2 separate regions of the Mus musculus genome follow, and region 2 is linked to region 1. The links are chromatin contacts, called in public Hi-C maps. All regions are on one chromosome and are shown on one strand. Each heading gives the region's core, a stretch centred on a gene start, on an enhancer-like site or on the middle of the called end of the contact. The rest is flanking DNA. Distances are from core to core; before and after follow the strand shown.

Region 1 (5,473 bases), core at 1,019-3,518:
ATGTGTGTGTGTGTGTGTGTGTGTGTGTGTGTGTGTGTGTGTGTGTGTGAGTGTGTTAATGTATGTGTGCATTTGTATGGATGTCTGAAAGTAAAAAGACAACTTGCTGGAGTCAGTTTTCTCTCTCCACCATGTGAGTTCTTGAGTTAGAACTCAGGTCACCAGCCTTGATGGCCAGAACCCTTGTCCACTGAGCACCTCAGTGACCCCTAGGGTAGGCTTCTCAAAAGGCAGTGAGCATGGGTTGGGGGGAGGGGGGTGTACACATTTAATCCCCAGCATTTGGAAGGCAGAGGCAGGTAGATCTCTGTGAGTTCAGCTTTTCCTGGCCTACCTTCTAATCAAGATGTAGAACTCTCAGCTCTGTCTCCAGCACCATGTCTGCCTGCCTGCTGCCATGCCTCCTTGTAGGATGATAAGTGACTAAACCTCTGAAGCTGCCTACATGATGAATTTCAAACCAGCAAGGATGATGTAGTAAGACAGGATCTTAAATAAATAAATAAATAAATAAATAAATAAATAAATAAATGAATTTAAAAGGCAGTGATTATTAGGAATAACAGTATTAATGGAAGAACCTATTGAAAATTCAAGTTGTCATATCTTGCCTCCAGAAATGAATCTGGGGGCTCTGAACTTTTACCTGGGCTGCTCTTATGGAGGAGTCTGGAAAACTTGAGATCTGTGGGTCACTGAGCTTTAGTAAATACATCAGAAGCAGGAGAACCGCTGAAGTGATGCTCCGGACCTTATGAAAAGAATTCCCACGTCAGGGTGTGATACCTGAGGAAGGTGGCCTGAAGATCCTCCATGGAAGGAGGGTACTAACATAGCTTAGGGGAGGGCTGCATGATAAACTGTAGAGTCTCCTGCTTCCCCCCACCCCAAGCTCTTGTCTCAGTAGTCAGCATACTGCATAGAAGGTGCACATCACTGTTGAAATGTTGATCTGTGATCTACTGACATTGACCAACAAAGTTGAACATAGAGGGTAAATGTCTAAGAACAATGCCCATGACAATATCAATGGTTGGCTAGGAAGAGCAATCACATGTGGCCTCAAAGTGAGGGGAGGCAGATATTTCCTCAGGTTTACAGGAACACAGTTTCTGCACTTGCATTTATTCCAATTGCTAACTATGTGCATAGTGTGCAAAGAATGAATACTTAACACAGCTCTCCTCTTTTCAAAAAAAATACACACACACACATACACACACACATATATATATATGTATATACATATATATATATATATATATACATATATATATATACCCACAGTGTTCTTTTAATTCTAATGACTACCTCAAAAAGAATACCTCTTTAAAAACAAAACCAGGACATGGAGCTATCTGGGTAGAGAAGATGACCTGGGAGGAAGAGGGTGAACATGATCAATATATTGTACAAGATACTTAAGTGATTAACAAAAAGTGGTTTTTAATTAATGACTAGCTCAGGGCCGTAGAGACGACTCATTAGTAAAGAGCACTGTGCTTTTCCAGAGGCCCGGGTTTGGATTCCCAGCAGCTATGTGGGGTCTCACACCTACTGCAGGTCCAGGTCCAGAGAAAATGCTGTTCCGGCTACTGCAGGCACTAGGCACACACATGGTGCACAGATACAGAAGTAGGCAAAATGCCCATACATATAACATAAAATCATAAAAATTTTTAAAGAACTTGATTTTGAAAATACATAAAGGTAGGAGTGCATATCTGAAAACCTTTTCTTGGTGTCCCAGAAAGGATGGCATATTTCTCAGAGTTAAGATCATCTATGGAAAACATCAAGTATCTAAGTATGTTACAATATTCTAACAATGCCTAAGTGAACACACACACACAGAGAGAGAGAGAGAGAGAGAGAGAGAGAGAGAGAGAGAGAGGTGACTTTCAATTCCAAAGAGACGCCTCCCTCCTCAGTCACATCCCGACAGCTCTCATTGACTAGATCTAGCGTCGAATTCACTTTGCAGTTAAGCCTGTGCAAGCGCTCTGCCCAGGACTATCTCTGGCAGCACAAACTCCTACAGCTGTCACTGAGTCACATGGAACGTCAGGCAGGAGTTTTGTTTTTTAATGATTTTATTTTGGTCTTGGGGGAGGAGGGCAGGCAAGAAAGACAGCACAAGATGAAGAAAAGCTGTCAGGAAAGTAGACACATTCCGAAAGCCAAACAAGCTGCTTCCTGGAACAGTGTCACTTTCTGCGTTGTTTATCACACGCTGAAGTAATCTGCACATTGCTAGGGAAGGTGGAACTTTCCATGCATTCCCGCCATCCTAAAAGCCAATGGCTGTCCCCTCCCACTGCTGCCTTGTTACTATGGAAACGATGATGCACAGCAGGACAAGGAATGACATCATAGGATTTAAATAGAGATAGTAACAAAGGGGCCTTCTGTAATATACACAGAAATTGCTTTCCTTTGGCAAAGTATTCTGAAATATATATATTTGCAATAGGTACAAATATTTACTTAGCTACATTATAATCGATCCTATAAGAATAGCACCTAGCAGTAAAGATGCTTTACCCAACTTTGTTCCAAATTATTTCTTTCTTTTTTTTTTTTTTTTAAAAAAACCCAAACATCTTTTTTTTTTAAAATTTATTTATTTATTTATTATATGTAAGTACACTGTAGCTGTCTTCCGACAGTCCAGAAGAGGAAGCCAGATCTCATTACGGGTGGTTGTGAGCCACCATGTGGTTGCTGGGATTTGAACTCCGGACCTTCGGAAGAGCAGTCGGGTGCTCTTACCCGCTGAGCCATCTCACCAGCCCCCAAATTATTTCTTTTTCTGTTTTCCATCTTGAAATTTATTGAATAAACAAAATGCAGCTGATACACCAGTGTGAAACTAATATAAAGATATCCATTATTCTGCATATTTACTAAAGGTGGATTTTAAAGTTAAGATAATAACTTAGAAAAAGAAATGCATAGACATTTATCGTAGAAGCTGTGGTCTACTTAAGTGAATAATGTAAGTGTCTTTAATATAAATGTTAAGATTATTTTTAAAGGGCATGAAATTGAGAGTCAGGTGCTACAAGGAGAGTTGTAAAAGCATTGTCAGGGTGGCAGGATTCCATGGATGGGAAAAAAAACAAATAAAAATTGTGAATTACATGTTAAACTGAATTAGAATTAGTTCTCTTCCTTTCAAATATTACATGATGGTTAGCTTGTCTAATATGAAAAGAGCCTAGCCTAACACTTGCCAACCTAACCTGGAAAAAAAAATCATTTCAGCTTCATCTCAGCCTAGGAAAGTTTCTAAGACTCAAACTATCAAATGCTATGGTTAGCCTGGATGGCATCTTACTGCAGACTGATGGGTGTGCCCAAGACAACTGTCTTGGCTCCCTAATCTGGAAGATAAGAAGATGCCACTCATAGCATCAGGTTTGTATGAAAACTTGACCTAATAAAAAGTCAGCCGCATGTCAGGCATTCCATAAACGCTGGCTTGCTGGCACTGAAGATTCAGCATTCCCTGGCCGTATGGAGGTGGGCGGCTACAGGGCTGAAGGGAAAGCTCCCAGCTTGGCCTTAAGTTTGCTGTGAATGAGCTGTGAAGTGGGCTATCCACACAGCAGATAAGCAAGCTGTGGCTGCTCTTGGAAAAGGACACCACCCCACCTCAGCAATCCAGGGTAAGGTGCGGGAATTGGGGTGTTCGTGGGAATTCTGGATGGGGACTGACACTGAGCACTGTCCATGTTGGCATTCCCCACAAGCCCAATTACTCTGAGCACAGAAATATCACATTCTAGTATCTGCCCTTTGGCCACGGCAATCTGGGAGCAGTTCAGACACCTTCTGCCGTCTGCCCGGGGCCAGACTGCTAACTATTTGGTGCCAGTGGTTACGCTCGATTCCATTTCTAGAAATGCAAGGCAGCTGGAAAACAATTTTTTTTCTCATAGTGGAAAAAGTCTGCACTGTTACATATCTTTTCAGCAAACTCAGGAAAACATTACGATACATATAGAAATTAACTCTAACGCAAGGTAAAGCATGCAATTTACCAAACCCCAAACGGGAAATCAAGGCCATGTTAGCACTATCATGATTTTGCCCATACTTCATGTTACCGTTTATGACTCCTGGCTTCAGGAAGCCGATCATTTGGTTGGTGCTGTTCTGCAAATTTAGCTGAAAGGAGTTTGAAACGATTTGAAGTGAGGACCAATGAAGCGGTTCAGCCAGTAAAAAGGGCTTGCTGCTCAAACCTGGCGACCTGAGTTCAATGCCCCGATCCCACAGTGGAATGTGAGAACTGAGTCCTGAAACTCATCCCCTGACCTCTACGTGCACAGTCTGCTAAGAACACCTGAACATAGGCACACAAGTACACAAGCAAGTGCACACACACACTAATATACACAAGAATAATAATAAAAATTTAGAAATATTCTGAAATCATAAAATTAAACATTACTGTAAGTTCTGTTCACTCAATATTTTAAATTATGCTGTTGGGGAGGGGAAGAGAAAATAGTTGGAGACCTGGTTCTTAGGCTTTTGTAAGTTCTACTTTTACATGGGTCCTAGGTACCCAGGGCCATAAACACCGGGAATTCATGACAAAGGTCAAGACAAGCCAGTCTTAGCCCCGTTGTTTTTCTTCCTGGCTCAGTTAAACAATATTTGGAGCAAAATCTCTGCTACAGTGTGTCCAGAAATAAGGCTGTACCCTATTCCACCATTATGGAATAGCTCCAGAAAGCAGGTCTGTGGATATTTTACATTAGAAGAAGACAAGCCAAGAGAGGATGTCAGATGCTGAAGACCAGAGAACCAGGCATTGCTAAATCCCAGATAAATCTTCTCAGTCCAACCCAGGCTGCTTTTCTTCACCTGCATCCCAGAGACTGTCTCTAAAAGCTGGAGGTCAAATCTTCTTCAAACTATAGCTGGCATCACTCTTGTTTGCCTTTGGTTTCTATCTAACCCATTACTTTCCTGTTCACTCACATGTACAGCAATAGTAACACCTCCGGGGCGGTTTGTTTGTTTTTCGATATGTAATCCTCCACCCCAACAAGTTAGGAGAGCTGTTAGGGTGGGACTAGGGCTCTGATGTCTCAAGTGCCACTGGTGTGACCTTAGTGTGCAGCCGGGTAGAGAACCACTCAATTAAGAACCATCAGAAGCCACTGACTCTAACACTGTACATCAATGTCATCTCCCTGGTCCCCAAACTCCAGTGCTCACCAAGACCACACAGAAGTCCTAGTTCAATATGTTCACTGAGAAGAGTCATATTCCAGCAAGACTTGACTGTGGGTGGAAGCATTTGTATCTGTATTTCATATAGGTGTTTTGCCTGTACATAGGCATGTGCGCTATATACATATACACATATAAAGCCACAGAGCCAGAAGAAGGCATCGGATCCCCTGGAACTGGGACTTACAGGTTGAGTTGTCAATGTAGTTGCTAGAAATTAAAC
Region 2 (5,473 bases), core at 2,028-4,527, 530 kb before region 1:
TTGTTTAAAGACTTCAGCTCAGACCCTGACTCTAATGCCTGCCGTTAGAGTTGGGATCCTCCTGCTGTGTGATCTCACAGTCCTGGTTTTCCCATCCATACAAAAGATTAGGATGTGCCCATGCCTGGGCATCTGAGGAACGTTAGCATCTCTCCTTTCATTGTTATGAAAATAATCCATTTGGGTTGAGATTCAGAATGTGCTAATAACATGACTATGCCTCCCAACACACACTGGAAAGCCAGCAGCTTAAGATATGATTGAGGGAACGCTATAGATTGTTTTCTTTTAAAAACCTGAAGATGGAAACATGCTAAAGAGACAACTGTCCATACCGGGCTCATGAGAGGCACTTTACAGGTATTCTCACAGATCATTGCACGATGTCGTGCAATGGAGTTTGATTGTTTTTGTTTCTGTTTTTACTTTCAACTCCTTACCCATACCCAACTTCATGGCCTAAGGAGTCTTTGTAGTGTATCACTGTATCATTAGACTTGTCCTCCAGGGGAAGCCCCAAAGCACAATATTGAGTTTCTTTTTGTTTCTGTCTAGAGTGGAACAGTTTCATCAACCAACCACATTGATAGATCCAAATGAGAGTACCAAGATGTAGGACATCCTGACAATAAGAATAAGCTTTCCGTCTCGGATGGAAGCCTACTGTCTAGATTAGCCAAGCCCCAGTGGATGCATCCCATAAACACAGTCCCAGAACAAACGTCTGATCACGTTGGTTTTTTTGAGTGGGTTCTCTTACTGAAAAGAAGATGCCAGCCAACAGAAGGAGATGGATACGGACCGCGTCTTACCTTGGGTTTAAAAGCTCTGACTTAAGTTCTCCTTAATACTGATTCCCCCCTCCCAGGCAAACCCACAAAACCCAAGCCTGGGTGCACCAGAAAGCAGCTCCTCTTCATCCTTACGTCTTGAATTAATTACTCGCGCGATAATTTTAGTAATCCTTGTCTACTCCACTAGAGAACGGGCGTCACACGGGTGGGAAACTCCATGTGTCTCCTTGATTAGCTACACTTTCAGAGACACCATCCTCAGAGTCCAGTGTATAGCAGGTAAATATTTATGAATTGAACTGAGGCCCAAACTCTTCTTCCTCCCTTCTCCTCTCCCTCCTCCCTTCTTCTCTCTCCCTCCTCCTTCCTCCTCTCCCTCGCCCCTCCTCTTTTCTTTCTTCTTCCTTCTCCTTTCCCCTCCCTCCTCTCCCTCTTCCCTCCTTCCTCCACTTTCCTCCTCCTCCTTTCAAATAAGGCAATTACATTCAACTATATGTTCCTGAATTTATGTTTCACTTTAAAAAACAAAACAAAACAAAACAAAACAAAACAAAACAAAACAAAACTGGCTACAGCCCTGCGTGTCAACTTGGTATAAGCATTTCTATAGAATGGTAGAGAACATCTTCCATCATTAGTGATTTTTTTTCTTCATTTAGAACATGATACATGTAACTGCCACATGCCCGTGTGTAGTAGATGGAAACAAGTTAAAATGTGTTTTCCATAAAATACTTTAAGTTAGCTGAGCCTCCTGGAACCAACCCACTGCTGCCATTTAAGGGAGAAGACACATAAACAACTCACCATGTAAGAATTGTCCCATCAAAGCCAGCTTAGCTCATCACCAGAGCATTATTTTTTTTTTACATAAAATATCGCGAACACCAATATATTCAGTGTGGGTGGCTAGCCGAGGATCCGTGAAACACTGTCGTAAGCTCCCTTTCTTCTGCTAAATCCTATTTAACAGTCCAGTGTCTCTCCCCAGGCAAAACAATTAGGGGTTGTTTAGCTAAGTACACTCCTAGAGTGTGAACTGACTTCCCTGGCACGACCTTCTGCTTGTCAGCCTTAAAATGTGGCCTGAAATATCACACACTTATTAGAGCCGTCTGCAGAGTGAGCGTGCTGTCATCTGTAGAAGTATACCCCCTGTTTTGCCAGACTGAAACACATTTCACATTCTGGCTAAGGAGGGGAAATGACTGTGATCAGACCTTGGACAAGATGATAAATAAGTCTGTGCAGATGTTAATTTGTCATAATAAATCACCCTCCTTGGATAATGGGTCAAATATCATATATATATAGTTAGTATTAATTCAATTTAATTTGATATGTTAATGTTTGGTTGGAAGATTTTACCTAGAAAAAACTGTAGGTGCCCAAAAGTTTCACAATATGTAAGATAGAACACTGAGTCTTTCTTTGTACAATTACACAGTAAAGCTTTTCAAAGTCTAAAACAACATTTTTTCTTTTTTTCTTTTTGTATGTGTGCATGTGTGTTCATGTGGCCTACATGCCTGTATATATACAATGCACACACATGTATGCACAAATACAGAGGCCAGAGGTTGAAGTCTGTTGTCTTCCTCTCTCACTCCCCATCATATTTGTAAAGTATCTCATTATTTCAGCTAGGCTAGCTTACCAGCAAGCTCTGGGCATCCTCCTATTGCCCACTAAGAAGCACAACACTGAGATACCACTATGCCTGGCTTTTATATGGGTCTTGGGGACCTGAATTTTGTTCTCATGCTTGAGCAACAAGCACTTTATCCACTGATCCATTTCTTTAACCCCCAAATATAAATACCCCCTTTTCCCCATCACTCTCTGCCCAGATTTCCTTTCTAAAACATAGCGTGCTAGATGCTTGGTTTGATTACAGACCCCAGGGATCATGCAGAAGAAACATAGGAGGCTCCGCTTTCTTGGAGGTGTGGCTGCATTTGCTTTCCCTAACCTGGTGCTCTAAGGCTTTGGAGGAAACATTTACAAGCAAAGCACTGGCAGAGATTTAATTTTCTTTAATGACTTCTTCCTACCAGTGATCTTGGCACCCTGTGCAGCGATTTGCCATCAATTAATCATGCAAGAATGGTGTGTTGCTGCATCGAGGGCATTGCCCTCCGTGAGTCTCATAAATCTACCAGAAACAAACAACAGGAATTGCGTGCTTAAGACTCTTCATGCAAAACACCAAACGAGGAGGTGGTTTTATAAAATAGGAAGCCTGAGTACTTTCTTGTGGATTCTGAGTTTTGCCGTTCCAGTGACTCTGGAATGATTTGTCCTTAGTTCTTGTTATGAGAATCCATAGCAGGAAAATGGCTTTGTGCTTTTTCCCTGGATTCAGGGCAATCATGCCCAATTGCGAGCAACCACGTTTTAGGGATGTCTTAGAAAGTATGCATGTTGCTACCCTGGCAATCCATGACATTTGCAGATGGCAGGATGTGGGGTAGCGTGAGATGAGAAGTCAAGCAGCTTTCACGGCAGATAGCTTTGCCAGAAGCTTTTGGGTCCTGTGTTCGGCATCTTCAGCCTGTCTTCTTGTCAGTTCAGATGGATGCTTATAGTTAACTGCTTAGCTGGGATGGGTCTCTCCTCCTAATTTTAGCATGGTAAATATGCATCTATTTAATATTAAAATCCTATGAGCCTAAACCCTGAGGCATACATACAGTGGGTCTTTATAGATGTTCTTATGTTTCTGTCTTTAGAATATTCTTGCAGCAAGAATATGCAAGCCTGGCACCTATTCCATCTGATTCAAAACCAGCCCCCCCCAGCCCCCCTTTATAGAAGCTAAAGGTTTTCAAAGCTGGTTTACTTCCAACGAGTGGATTGAATGTCTGACTTGGAATGGATTTATGCCTACCGAAAAGTCATATATGTTTGTCCAGATTGGCAGGATCATTACAAATGGAGCCTGTCCTCTATTTTTAGTTTCTTCATGCTCCTGTTCAGCGGGAATCCTAAAATAATGCAGTTTTTGTTTTACATATGCAAACTACTTGCCATCAACTTGAAGACTGGCGGGGAAGGAAGACAGTGTGGTAATCATTTTATCCAATGATGGTCCGTTAGCAAGCATGTAGTAATGGGGGGTCACAGTATAAGGAATTGAACTTGCCTATTGATGTCTCCTGAGGTCTGTGACCTGAAACCACAGCCATCATGAGAGTTTGGTCATCCTCCAAAGAGTATTTAGCCTTTTTGTAGAGTGCTCCACTCAGCTAATGTCTTAGTTAGCTGTTTTTCTGCTGTGAACAGACACCATGACCAAGGCAACCCTTATAAGGACAACATTTACTTGGGGCTGGCTTACAGGTTCAGAGGTTCAGTCCATTATCATCAAGGTGGTAACATGGCAGCATCCAGGCAGGCACAGTGCAGGAGGAGCTGAGAGTTCTACATCTTCATCTGAAGGCTGCTAGCAGAATACTGCCTTCCAGGCAGCTAGAATGAGAGTCTTATAACCCATACCCACAGCGACAAACCTACTCCACACCTTCTAATCCTGCCACTCCCTGGGCTGAACATACACAAACCATTACAGCTACCTACAGAGTTATGTTTGTGTATTTGGGTTTTTGCTTTTTTAAAGATTTATCATTTACTTATGTGTAGGGATATCTGTGGGGGTTAGTTTTACATCAGCTTGGCACATGTTAGAGTCATTGGGAAGAGGGACTCATATGTGAGAAAACACCTCCATAAGATTGGACTGTGAACAAGCCTGTAGTGTACTTTCTTGGTTGGTGACTGAAGTAGGAGGGCCCAGTCTAATATGGGCGGGACCATCCCTGGGCTGGTGGTCCTGTGTGCTATGAAAAAGCATGCTAAGCAAGCCAGGAGGAGTAAGCCAATAAGCAGCAGCTCTCCATGGTTTCTGTGCCAGTACTTGCTTGTGGCTCTTAACATGTCCGAGTTTCCGTCCTGATTTCCTTTGATGATGGACTATGGTATTCAAGTGTAAGCAAGATAAACACTCTCCTCCCCTGCTTGCTTATGTTCATGGTGTTTCATCCAAACATTAAAACCCTTAACTAAGACTCGTGTGTGTGTGTGTGTGTGTGTGTGTGTGTGTGTGTGTGTGTGTGTGGCCCATGGAGTCACCTAGTGTAGATCCTAGGTACTAAACTTCAGAGCTCTGACAGAGCACCAGATACTGTTAATTACTGAGCCATTTCCACAGCCTGCTTTTGTTTTTTAAACTTAGATGATGCTCAGCCTGAGGTAAAGCGCTGTGAAAACGCAGACTGACTTTTGTGAGTTGCTCTGTTCTGTGCTGGCTTTGAGTCGGTTACTTTCATGAACAGGAAGGAAATACCTGAAATCTCCATTGTCTGAGCTGGGAGCAAACACTACTGGGAAAATTCACATTAAAAGTAGGCAATTGGGGTGGACAAGATGACTCAGTGAGTAAAAGTATTTGTTTTGTTCAACCCAAGGAACACACAGAAAGGTGGGAGGAAAGAAAAAAACTCTACAAAATGTCTTCTGACCTCCACACGTGCATGCTGCAGCATGCGTCTCCCCTCCTGACGTCAGGTGTACACACACACACTATAATAATAACAATCAAACACATAACAAATTTCTAAGTAGTTTACAGAAGTTACTGCATTGTGGTAGTTTCTACGATTCTTGGTAAAATATAGAAG

Evidence for each region. Hi-C and Micro-C count contacts between places; a contact is called where the count stands out from the background.
Region 2: a contact with region 1 is called in a Hi-C map of cortical neurons, with 2.5 times the contacts expected there. The contact joins two enhancer-like sites. A contact is called at or near these places in 7 of 484 Hi-C or Micro-C datasets (bone marrow-derived macrophages, cortical neurons, forebrain and 3 more), 7 of 115 datasets of contacts at active chromatin or transcription factors (the NIH/3T3 cell line, SST interneurons, embryonic basal ganglia and 4 more) and 1 of 9 other capture datasets (embryonic stem cells).

The regions. Positions count from the first base shown.
Region 1 is chr13:97,387,371-97,392,843 of GRCm38.p6, reverse strand. No RefSeq gene overlaps it. Among named protein-coding and RNA genes, the nearest start is that of Gm33447, 14 kb to the right of the region's middle. Within about 2 kb of position 2,268, at least 96 of the 459 cell types and tissues checked have an H3K27ac peak or open chromatin away from gene starts, as enhancers often do. A contact at or near this core is called in cortical neurons and forebrain, where this site is marked.
Region 2 is chr13:97,916,110-97,921,582 of GRCm38.p6, reverse strand. The region is part of intron 35 of Arhgef28 (Rho guanine nucleotide exchange factor (GEF) 28); the gene reads left to right. Among named protein-coding and RNA genes, the nearest start is that of Gm34388, 25 kb to the right of the region's middle. Within about 2 kb of position 3,277, at least 14 of the 459 cell types and tissues checked have an H3K27ac peak or open chromatin away from gene starts, as enhancers often do. A contact at or near this core is called in cortical neurons and forebrain, where this site is marked.